Regions from separate parts of the Rattus norvegicus genome. Here region 2 is linked to region 1. The links are chromatin contacts, called in public Hi-C maps. All regions are on one chromosome and are shown on one strand. Each heading gives the region's core, a stretch centred on a gene start, on an enhancer-like site or on the middle of the called end of the contact. The rest is flanking DNA. Distances are from core to core; before and after follow the strand shown.

Evidence for each region. Hi-C and Micro-C count contacts between places; a contact is called where the count stands out from the background.
Region 2: a contact with region 1 is called in a Hi-C map of liver, with 6 times the contacts expected there. The contact joins the promoter of Thap4 here to the promoter of Septin2 in region 1. A contact is called at or near these places in 1 of 12 Hi-C or Micro-C datasets (liver) and 1 of 1 datasets of contacts at active chromatin or transcription factors (oligodendrocytes).

The regions. Positions count from the first base shown.
Region 1 is chr9:101,462,738-101,468,878 of GRCr8, reverse strand. It overlaps Septin2 (septin 2), which reads right to left and starts at 3,262. Exons shown (of 13, transcript NM_057148.2): 1 at 3,220-3,262. Hdlbp (high density lipoprotein binding protein) reads left to right here and starts at 3,500. Exons shown (of 28, transcript NM_172039.2): 1 at 3,500-3,573.
Region 2 is chr9:101,726,274-101,732,269 of GRCr8, reverse strand. Thap4 (THAP domain containing 4) reads left to right here and starts at 2,829. Exons shown (of 6, transcript NM_001005564.1): 1 at 2,829-2,944; 2 at 5,601-5,996. The coding sequence starts at 2,868. Atg4b (autophagy related 4B, cysteine peptidase) reads right to left here and starts at 2,381. Exons shown (of 13, transcript NM_001399197.1): 1 at 2,349-2,381. The coding sequence starts at 2,358.

The DNA of each region.
Region 1 (6,141 bases), core at 2,013-4,512:
TACACAGGGAGACCATGTCTCAAAAACTGAAAGTTTCTTTCTGAATTGTGATTGTGTGTACTGTGTGTGTGTGTCTGATACTTAGAGGAACAAGCCCCAGATTTCATGTACACTAGATAAGTGTTCTACAAATGAGCTGCATGCCAGCATTCAAAGTTTTTCCTATTCCACTCAGGAATGGAAATAGGGGAAACGCTTAGTAAGAATAAATTAAAAGGCAAACCAGAAGAAAAAAAAAAAAAAAAGGCAACCAGGTGTGGTAACACAGCACTGGAGGCTGAGGTTCAAGGATTACAAATTTGAGGCCAACTTGGATTATTATATAGTGAATTCTGGAATAGTCTAGGCAACAAAGAAACCATGTCTCAAAACACAACAAAACTAAAATGCACAGAAACACATTTTAGGTTCTTTTTCTTGTTTGGTTTGAGACAGTCCTTACAATAAAAGCTCAACTTAAACTAGCAATCTTATTTCAGCCTCCTGAATGCTGAGATTACAGGGACGCAACACTATATTTGGCTAGGAACAGATATAGAATTTAAAAAACAAACCCAAAACTATCAAGTCATTTTGTTTCTCCCAAATTGGTATAACTGATTCAATTCTAAACTGAAATCGCCATGGCATGTCTCCTTTCTTCAAGCACTGAGTAAAATAGCAGAAGGATAAATACTTGAGAATAGAAATGTGGATACTTGCCTTTACTACTATTTATATGTCATTTATTTCTAACCACCAGATACGGGAAACGTCATGGGTATCTTTCTACATCTCTGTATCTCCTTAGCTTACTGACCCAAGTCTGCAGCCATTTTGAGGTCCTAGGTCAGTTCAGACCAAAGAAGAGTAACTTCTATTAGCAGTTTGCTGTAAAGAGCACTGACTGCTCTTCCAGAGGTTCTGAGTTCAACTCCAAGCAACCATGTAAGTGGCTCACAACCATCTGTAATGGGGTCCAATGCCCTCTTCTGGTGTGTCTGAAGGCAGTTTCGGTGTACTCATATACATAAAATAATAAATAAGTATCCTGATGCACAACACAAGCACAGAAGTGGAGAATACATACAATGATTCTTTAATACAGAGAAGGCCAGGCTATGAACTTGTTACCCTATACCCAAACACAACTTGTATTCACAATGGTTTTCTAACAATTTATTAAACATAACAAAAAGAGGTTTTGGTTTTTATGTGTAGGGGTAGGGGTGGGGAGGATAAGGACCTAGAAATCTTACACTCAGGGCAAGCACTTGACCAAGTTAACTATACACATACCCAGTAATGCCAAAATGAAAGCTGAAAGGGGAATACTGAATTTCTGAAGCACTTGGTTGATTTTTAGTGAGAAAACCTTGATCCATTAACATACTGCTAGGTACAGATGGCAGATCAGTTAGATCCCCCACATCTAAGATATAAGGTCAAACTAAAATTTTATGCTCTCACCCTGCATTTTTTCAGATGCCACAAGTTATTAGAAGTTCCTTACCCTTGACCCACAGCTTCTTTATTTCAGAGAGTAACACTATCACTCCAATTAAGAGACAAAAGATGAATAGGTGAACAAAACTTATTTTTCCAAGTGGCATTTATAATAATGGAATACTCATAAATAGGAACCATCATTCATGTACACAAAATGTTGTATTTGTATACATTACCCCTAATCTCCAAAGACTTCTCAGTGTAGGATCCTGAAGAGCTTTTATCCAAAGTGCTGGGACTCTCCTTTGATTTGAGGACTGTACAAGCACATTATGAAAGACAACCCTTTTAAAGGAGTTTGGGGCAGCAAGCCACAGTCAAAGGGAGCTGAATTACACTCATGAATGACAATAGAGGGAGGCCCCACCTCCTTTCCCTAGGTTACCAAACTAGTCCACAGAGAGAATCTCATCTCATTTTAAAAGCTCTTCTTTACTGGGCTGTGGTGCTCTGAAGGGAAAAAACCTTCTAGATGGAAAAATTGAAAAAAGGCAGGACAGCCCTTACAACTAAGAAAATCATCACCAAAATTAGATATAAAACCACACACTGACAGTTTGTATGGGTATTACAAAGAATTCCTGAATGGCACCTACCAAAAAAGCCATTGACAATAAGGAGTCTCAAACTAGAAGCATCGTGAAGAAACAGCTTTTATGACCCCTACAGAACCCTGTTTTCCTTATGTTTACAAGACAGATTTAAAAATGTATCTGAGATACTAAAACAATTTTCGCTACGAAGGAAATACTTGAGGACCTAAGACTTAAATCCCTTGCTAGGCAGTAGGGACCCCAATACTTGACGCCAGAGAAACACCTAATCTGTCTAAAGGATATCGAATCCAGAGTCCTGAATAACAAGCAGCAATTAGGACGGAACTACACAACAGATAAGGAGAAGACAGAGAATGTGCGAGTTTAACTACGCTCCAGACACGAGGAGTAAACTGGATTAAGGCCAGTCATAGAGGCCACAGTGGTTTGAACTAGAAGTTCTATGTGTTAAGAGTCTGCTAAGGTAGTACAGGACCAGGCAAGGCGCCACTAACAAATGAGACCGGAAGATACAAAAGGGTCAGTCAGGCGTGGTCTGGGCCTACGGTCCGCTTCAGAGTTAGACTTCATCGCTTCTCCTTTAACGGCCTCCACTACAAGCTCCCTTTCCCCGGTCACTTATACTGCTGCAGCCCTTTGTCTACCTCGGGGAAGGCCACAGCAGACAAGACCACTCTCTTCAATGAGCCTATCACTACCTCCAGTTGGAGAACTTCATTAACATCCCAGGATGACTAGTCTTTCACATCCTCAGGACGAAATGGCACCGTTAAGTGAGAAGATGACCACACAAGCACAAGTGCTTCGTAGATACGAATCTAATGCTGCCTCACCCAACTCCATCCGCCAACGTTAAACGCCCGACTCTCCACTACTGTGCGCGGTAACTTCATAGGGGCCAGCCACGCCCGCCCCGATGTCCTGAACCTGGCCAGTAGAATCACCCAGATGGGGGCCGCCTGTCCAGTTGTCCTCAAAGGGACGACACCGGCCAGGCATCCATCGCTGGAGCCACGGACTAAGGGCGCGGCCGCCCCTCCCCCACGCGCTCCACTTCCGTACTCGTTATCACAGCCTGAGCGGCCGGGGCGAGGAGAGAACTCTAGCACTTCCTCTGGACGGCCAGCCGGACTCGAGCCCGAGCGACAGTGGGTTCACATTGCCCCACACTTACCCGCTAACACGCCAGAGAATGCCCGTCAGGCGACAGCACGGACCTGCCCCGCCCAGCAGCGCGCGCGAACAGATTGCGTCATCGCGCCGTCCCGCCCCTTGCCAACTCCTTCCTGGGCCCCGAGTAGTCCCCTCCCCCGCGGTTGCTAGCAGAGCGCAAGCGTGGACAGGATCCTCTCGTCCGCCTCTGCGCAGGCGCTGTGCCCCTCCCACGGCGGTTGGCCATATAGAGGCTGGGGGCGGGGGGAGGTCAAGCGTAGCCTCTTCTCCTTTACCAAGATGGCGTCTTGTTCCTGTTTCGCCACAGTTCCTACCTTATGAGCTTGGATTCCTCACGCTAATAAAAGAGGAGCAGGTAATGAGATTATCCGCTTTGTGGGAAACTAGAGTTGGGGGAAGGATATTTATTAGGAAAGAATGAGGTGTCCACTGAGAGCGAGAGACAACCGGGGGCGGGTAGGTGGAAGCGTGAGTGCGGAGCAATGAAGGGGAGGGAGCCCTTTGCCTCTGCCCTTTCCTCCAGGAAGATGGCGGCAGCACCGAGCTAGGAGCACCGAGCGGGGATAGGCAGGCGCCTCTGACTTGCCGGCGGGCATCTCTAGCCGCCTCCCGGGCCGTCTCTATGGCAGGCTGTCATCCCGGTATTGGCTACGCGCTGGTCACGTGGGTTTGACCCCCCACCACCACGCTCACCATAGAGTGGTGCTTGTCCCTGGGGACGTGGCCTTCCTGTGTGGTCGTGAGCCCATGCCCCGCGGGGGAGGGCGGAGCCGGCACGGCCCCCTACCCTCTTTCAGTCTGGGGCGGGCGGTGAGATCTGCGGCATTCCCTGCTCGCTGCGGCCGGCTTGAAGCTAGCTGGGAAGGTGCAGTACTGGGCTGCGGCCTGGCTCGGTTGTCCTTCCCTCTATCCCAGGAGGTCCCCTAGCTGGTCAGCGATCGTAAACTCCTACCTAGGCCTTGCACCAAGGCCTTTCTATAGGAAAACACCCTAGAGTACCTCGCCTGAGAAGAGATAGCCATCGCGCGACCCTAGTGGGTGATGCGCACAGTGTCGGTATTCCAAGCTGTTTTGACACATGCCTTGTTGTGAGGAGGTGTTTTTTGTGCGTTATTACTTTGAAAAGTATCCCGGTGCTCGAGGCTACACTGTATATCCTGTCTGAATTAGAAGGTTGAAGGTTCGACTGGGCATGGTGTTTGCATACGGTAGAACTGTGAACCGAAAGAGGCTGACTTGGGTTTTATTATGCTTACAGACAAGGATAAAGTCTGGGGAAAACTGGAGGGTTATAATCTTCATTTATAACTTGGCTCGCCCTTCAGCTTTGGGTTTTGCTCCATACTCACCTTAAGAGCTCAAGCAATGACTTCACATATTTGTTGGTGTCCGTTTGAAGAGTCACTTTTTTAGCAAGTAACTTTCTGAAATCCCGTTAAGTCAATCACAGAATTTTGTTTGAGGCTAGTAGTAGCCATACTCTACAAGCTAAATTTTTATTATGGAAACAGATGTGCATATGGAAACACTGGGTGAAACCTATTGCTTATGCTTAGCTTTTGAACATTTAAAGTACCCATAGGCTAAAATGTTAATTATGTTAGATACTGGGATACTTAAAAGCAGTTCTTTAATGTAGCTGAAAGGGGCTTTGGGTTTTTGTTTTGTTTTGAAGCGAATTACTACTTATGGATTCAAAACAACTCTTAATCTATTATGACAGCTTTAAATTTAGAGAAAATGGAACCTATCTTTCCCGTTTCAGGAATAGTATTTGAAAGCCACAGTTAAGCAATTTCCAATGGCGCCCAAGCTTTATTGGGAGCATTGGTTATGAGTCCTGCACTGCTTAGAGCCTTGCTTCATCTTGAGAAAGCTGAAAGAGCTCAGCCGAGAATAGACAGGGACACACACAAGCAGATCCTTATCTTTTCCTCTTGTGGGCAGGCTGGCTTCTCAGGGACCAAATGGACTTTCCAGTACATTTCTTTTAGTTTTATTTTGATCTTCTAAATTTCTAATGTCAGCCTAATAACCTCATTTCTTTAAAATTTTTCATTAAAAAATAGGGTACCACACACAGGGATTCTGGGGCTCCAGAGATAGAAAAAAAAATCATTTTTCCTTTTGTCTAGCTCTTTATGGTTTACTGCAGAAGATACACTTGTGAAAGAAAGCTGATTTTGCAGGCTGATTTGTGCCATAATGGAAATAATTAAAAGAAATAGAAAATAGACTATGATTACTTATTGGAAAGCCCATTGTGGAAATGTGTAAAAGAGATAGGAAGTAGATTATGATTGCTTGTTGAAAAGCCTTCATAAAGAATGTAAGTAAATCAGTACACCTGTGACCCAGCACTTTGGATTTGAAGACAGAAAGATCAGGAGGTCAGCATCAGCCTCTTCTACATAGTGAGTTTAAGGTCTGCTTGTCCTACAGGATACCCTGCCTCACCCCTGTCCTCCCAAAAAAAGATTATGGTCCTTGAACTGGGGTTTAAAGAATGGTTAAGGGGTTGGGGATTTAGCTCAGTGGTAGAGCGCTTGCCTAGGAAGCGCAAGGCCCTGGGTTCGGTCCCCAGCTCCGGAAAAAAAAAGAACCAAAAAAAAAAAAAAAAAAAGAATGGTTAAAGAGCATTTTCAGGTGAGCTGGCAGGATGGAGTGTTGTAAACAGAAAGAGTAGGATAGAGAAAGTGTAACGCTATATATAGCCAGTGGCACACAGCAAACGGTTGAGGATTGGACAAACATATGGCCAATTTCTTGAATGGCAGGGGGCTTAGCTGAGATTATATGAGAACATCGTCATGTCGTATATTCAGTACCTTCTCGATCTTACAGATTGGACAGGATAATGACCATTGGGATGACCTATGATATTTTGTAAGATAGATTCTTCATTATTGCCTTCTATGTGAAA
Region 2 (5,996 bases), core at 1,580-4,079, 260 kb before region 1:
AAACCCACTTCCAAAAACCAACCAGCAGTGTAGGCTGCTGTGTCTGCATTGTGCATCTGAGTGTGGTGCCTTAGGCACTGGGTCCCCTGGACGAGAGTAACAGGGATTATGGGTTGCCTAACATAGATAGGTACTAGGAACTGACTGAACTATCTCTCCAGTCCTCCTAACTCTCAGGGGCATGAACCTCCACGCCACTTTGTTTTTGGTTTAGTCCTGACAAGAATGTACTTTCAGAGAGCAAGGGGTGGGTGTACTTAAAGTGGTGTGGAGGGGAGAGTGGGAAAAATAATGAATTATCTAAAAAAACTTTAAAATAGACTTCTAAAGTGAGATTTTTCTTGCTCATCCTGCTACAGTTCCAGTCCCCTATAACCCGGCCCACATCACTCTCTCATATAAGCACCACCCAGTCCTATATACTTCTGGTCTCTTGTGGAGAACTTCAGGGGCCTCAGACAGCATTTCTCTTCCTTTGTCCATTTTTCTAATCCAATGTCTAGGTTACAACTCCTGATACCCAATAACAAATGCAGTTTATAAAAAGATCAAGTTAGGTGGAGCGGGGTGGCTCACACTTTTTAAGCCCAGCACTTGGGAAGCAGAGGCATCTCTAAGTTCAAAGCCAGCCTGGTCTATATCCTGAGTTCTAGGACAGTGAGGGCTTTTGTAGAGAGACCTCCCTCCCTCTCTCTCCCTCCCTCTCTCTCCCTCCCTCTCTCTCTCCCTCCCCACCTCCCCGTGTGTGTGGGGGGAGAGTGGAGAACTGTATACAACAATTATAAAAACAACCAGAAGCGCTGGGGATTTAGCTCAGTGGTAGAGCGCTTACCTAGGAAGCGCAAGGCCCTGGGTTTGGTCCCCAGCTCCGGAAAAAAAAAGAACCAAAAAAAAAAAAAAAAAAAAAAAAAAAAAACAAAACCAGAAGCAATATTACAATGGTGGCTGGGGATCAGTGTTTAGATCATAAAAGGGGCCATCCAGAACTTTATCAGGAGAAAAACTGCACCATCATACCGTTAAAAAAAAAAAAAGTGTTTTTATCAGCATTAATACAAGTCTTCAAACACAGATGTCTTTAGAGTTTGACTTCACAGCAGCATTCAATGCCCACTTAATTAATTGGAGTCAGGTGGTGCTTGCCTTTAATTGCAACACTGGGGATGTAACAACCAGGCAGATATATTTCTGTGAGGCTTGGGTCAGCTTGGTTCAAGAGTTCAAGATCAGACAAGACTAAGTGGCGAGGCCCTGTCTTTAAAAACAAAAGGTGGGGGGAGAATAATTAAATAATTCAATGTATTACTCCATTCCATACCTCCAGCAAACACTGTGTTGTGTGGCAGCTTCATTGACTCATTCTAAAAAAAAAATTAACTTCACAAAATACATGCCTGGCTCATGCATCTTGGGGAGTCAAGGTTCCTGCTTCCTCTGGCTATTTAAAACATTGACGGCTGCCACAAACTACTGAAATGTGTCTTAACTGTAGGCATTACTCCCAAGTAAGCAGACTACATCTATGATACAGCCGTCAGAAGGAAAACATCAAAAGAAACGCCATCCAAGACAGGTACAATGAAATCAGGTAGCAGGAGTCCTTCACAAAGGAGTGGATTCTTGAAGGCAAGGTCGCGCTTTAATTTAAAAAAAAAAAAATACTGAAAACGCTAAAGCTGCTGAGGAAATTAAAGAGAACCTCTGTTGTGGGTGTGGGGGGCTATTTTAGGGCTATAAACAAAGAATGTATTTGATAGATTTGCATCCCCAAGACATCTTGACAATATAAACAAAAGAACTGTACTCTCCAGCTTCGGAAGCAAGTCAGTTGAAAATATAAATAAGCTAAAAAAAAACAAACAAAAACCACCCACACTTAAGCCAGTATTAGGACCCCAAGAAGTCAAAGTAGCATGTGACTGATCTGCTGTCATTAACAGGAGCGTGGATCGCCTACACAGGTTATTGAACTTTAAAGACAAAAGACGTCCATGGTGTGGTTGCTGGACCATCATCCAACAACTTGACAGAAGTTAAAGAGGTCGCCGGGCAGGATACGGCCTAGCTCCGCAGCGCACGGGTCCACCCCGGGGCACCAGTGTGCCCGCGTCCTGCTACGTCCCTCAGACTCTCTGCCCTCCAGCCCGCAGCCGCGAGTTCACAGGCTGGGACGCTCCCCAAGGGCCTCCGCTAGGCGCCGGAGGCCGTAGCGTTCACGAGTGGCCCCGCGAAGCGGGTATGGAGCGCTGCGGGGAGGTGCGGCCCGCCCTGCCCAACACACAGGCCTCCGCCCCAGCGGGCGTCCACGGGAGCCCGCCCGCGACAGGGCAGGCGCCCGCCCTCCTTACCTGCGTCCATCTTCCCTGTCCGGCCGCCGACTGACCGTGCTGTCGCTCCGACGGGCTACTGCGCGACACAGCGACGGGAAGCCGAGGTAGCCAAGCGCGGCGCAGCGGAAGCGCGGGCGTCGCCATCTCGCCGTACGGCGGTGGGAGAGCGGGGGCGGGGCCTCGGCGCGTGTGGTTCCTAACCGGACCCAATCGCCCCGCCCCACTCCGCCCCGCCACTTCGGAGCAGCCCCGAGCCGGCCGGAGCTGCGCTCGTCCGGCGCCGCCATCTTTCCGTACAGACAGTCACCCGCGCATGTCTCGGTACGGACTCGCCGCTCGCTGCGGCCGCGACGCTGGCGCCGTGGCGGGGCAGCCCGAGCGCAGCGTGGTGCGGGCGGCAGCGCGCAGCCATCTTGCCGTACGGCTCGACCGCGGCCCACGTCCCGAGCTGTGTCGCCGCACTCCCTCGGGGCGGGTCGGGCCAGCGGGCGGGCGGCAAGGATCGGAGCCTGGCGACGCTCACGACCGAGGCCCGCAATGGTGATCTGCTGCGCGGCCGTGAACTGTTCCAACAGGCAGGGCAAGGGCGAGAAACGCGCTGTCTCCTTCCACAGGTACGCGGCCCGCCTCCGGGTCCGCCACGCCCCCGCCCTGGCCGGGCCCGCGGGGAAACTGAGGCCGCGCGGCGGGCCGAGCTCGGGGAACCGGGAGTGGGGGACCGACTAGCCGAGTGCAACTGTGGGAGGTGGACGAGTCGTGGAGCTTTGTGACCTTGGCTCGGACCGCTGGCTTTGGGGGACCAGCACGGCCATGCCTCGGGCAGAGCGGCCGGAGGCCCCCGCCGCCACCTCCACCAACGGGCGTCGCACTGATTTGGGCTGGCGCTGCCAATTTCAGGAGTATTCTGCTAGGGCGCGTTCTCAGGTTAATCCTGCTTTTTGGTTTTGAGCAGTTCTCCACTCTTGCCTCGGCGGGGCAAGCCCGGCTGGAGGTGTGTGGCAGGAGTGCGGCCCGGCGCACGCAGCTCTACTTCCTGCATCCATAGCTCTCATCGTTCTCCTACGGGGTCCTGCGGCCCAGGCACTGGCACTGATCATCTACCGCATCCTGCACTCTGGCCGAGGCCCGGGGGAGGATCGTGGAAGGGCTTTCCGGAGGGTTCTCCGGTGGCCCTTGTGCGGGCCGCGCCTTCTGAAGGCTTTCAAGACTCCCCATTTCAGTTGGTTCTCTCCTGCTGATTTCCAAGTGGAGTGAACAGTGAGCGAAGGGACTCTACCTTAGAAGCCACTTCCTACATCCTGCCACCTCTTAGTACTTGATGTTAAATTTTAAAAATGGGAATGGCACGTGTCTGTTGAAAGTTCACAGGGTTACATTAAGGCTCGAGTCCTTAGAACCTGGCTCAGAACAAAACCTAGTAAAACAATCTTACAGATCAACCAGAATGTTTCCGTAACAATTTCATTTAAAACACCTCCCAGAAGTTTTGTTAACAGTGTTTGAAAACGAGGCAGTGTCTCAAGGACTCATGTTGCTTTCCCCATGTTCTAACATGGTATGTGGGTAGACTGTGCCCAAATTGGGGCCAAGAGAACTCCAGAAATCTAGCTCACTGAACATTGATAAAGAGAGTTAGAAGATCATGTTGCTTATAACGTCCAGATCCATCGTATTAGGGCCAGTCTTGGTTCATAGCAGGTTCCTGGAGGCTGGACGAGCTCAGGTGAGGCTCTTAGCACTTGAGTATTGCCTACCATGCGTAGTCCGTTTGGTCTTACAGATCTTGCGTTAATAAGTGACCATTACATAGCTTCATTAGATGAGGGAAGAAATTACTAAGTATGTTATTGAACATCCTTTTTTTTTCCCAATTTTCTTCTCCCAACATAAAATACTACATAAAATTTAACATTTTTGGTGTGTGTGTTTTGAGATAAAGCCTCATTGAATTGCCATTGACTTGAACTCTCCTGCCTCTGTCTCCTAACTGCTAACCCCTACCACCCTAACCTTTGACTGGCTTAGTCAGCATAACTTCTCAGAGGTTTGTCTAGGCTCCTAAGGGAACTTTTGCTGCCTACTTAGAGGCTTACGAAGCTCTCTTACCAGGAAGCTAAACTCCCTGCGCTTTTTCCTCTTATTTTCTTTTGTATGTCTGGTTTTGAGACAGAAATCTCAGCAGAGCCAGACTGGCCTTATGGAGAGCTAAGGATGACATTGAACTCTGCCAGATACGCCTTGGACTTGCTCTTTTCCTAGGCAGATGTTAAACTTGTGACCTTCGTACCTCAGACTAACTGATGCCACAGTTGTGAGTCATTAGCCTGGCTAGAGCTTTTGGGTCTTCATGCTAGACCCTTAGCTACCTGAGCCTCAGCTGTGGTTGGTAATTAGCTGGACCTCCGATATCTCCTGGTCTCTTGCTCCCAGCTGTTACCTGCCTGGCTTCTCCTTAGGGTTCTAGCACCCAGAAACACACTTTTCAAGTACCAGATAATTTGGTCAGTGGTCCACTTGTGAAAGTGCTTTCTTGTCTGGATTCTACCTGCTGTCTCTAAGCATCCTTAGTGCCCAGGGTCTTTTGTTACACCTATGAAAAGTAGCTGTAACCCTGATGGACTTTCTATGCCCACCCTTGCCCTAAAGACACAGAGACTTACTATGTCTATTATAAGCTCTGGGCAAGCTGGGCAGCTCTCAGTTATTGTAACCCAGCAACACTGGCTGGCCTACATCCCGCCACATGCCCGGTTCATTACCTGTCCATCTCAGTGTCATCTTGGCACATGCTCCTCCATCCAGTCAGGCTGGGACTCTGCCCAGATTCCTACCTCAGACTCTGCATTTCAGCCCAGAAGTCCCACCTTAACTTTCCACCCAGCTATTGGCCATTCCACTCTTCCTTTGACCAACCAGAAGGTTATGGAGAGCAATGTTTACAAAACACTAAGGCAGGGCATGCTTCATAACAATGACAATACCAAAGTCAGGCCTGTAAACTTCTCTGCCATCACAGAAATTAGCATTTTAATAATACAAAGATAATCTTTACACCGTGCACAAAAACATCACTCCAATAAATACCTCTGTTCCTCTGTACCCTATAGATAGACTCAGTGTCCTAAAATATATACAGTAGGATAGGACTTCTTCCCTCCCATTTCAGTAATAACCTGCCAGACGGTCCTGATACTTGATTTGCTTTTATTGACGATAGTTTTAAAAGAAAGCATCTCAGTATTTCTAAGTACTTTGCTATTTGTCCTGCAGGTTTCCCCTAAAGGACTCCAAACGACTGATCCAGTGGTTAAAAGCTGTTCAGAGGGATAACTGGACCCCAACTAAGTATTCATTCCTCTGTAGTGAGCATTTTACCAAAGACAGCTTCTCCAAAAGGCTAGAGGACCAGCATCGCCTGCTGAAGCCCACGGCTGTGCCCTCTATTTTCCACCTGTCAGAGAAGAAGAGGGGGGCTGGAGGACATGGCCCTGCTAGGAGAAAGACCACAGGGGCCATGAGGGGCCACACAAGTGCAGCAACAGGGAAAGGAACCATAGGGTCTTCACTATCTTCAAGTGATAACTTGATGGCCAAGCCAGAATCCCGAAAGTTGAAGCGAGCTTCTCCACAAGATGATACAGCCCCCAAGGCCACCCCGGGTGCTGT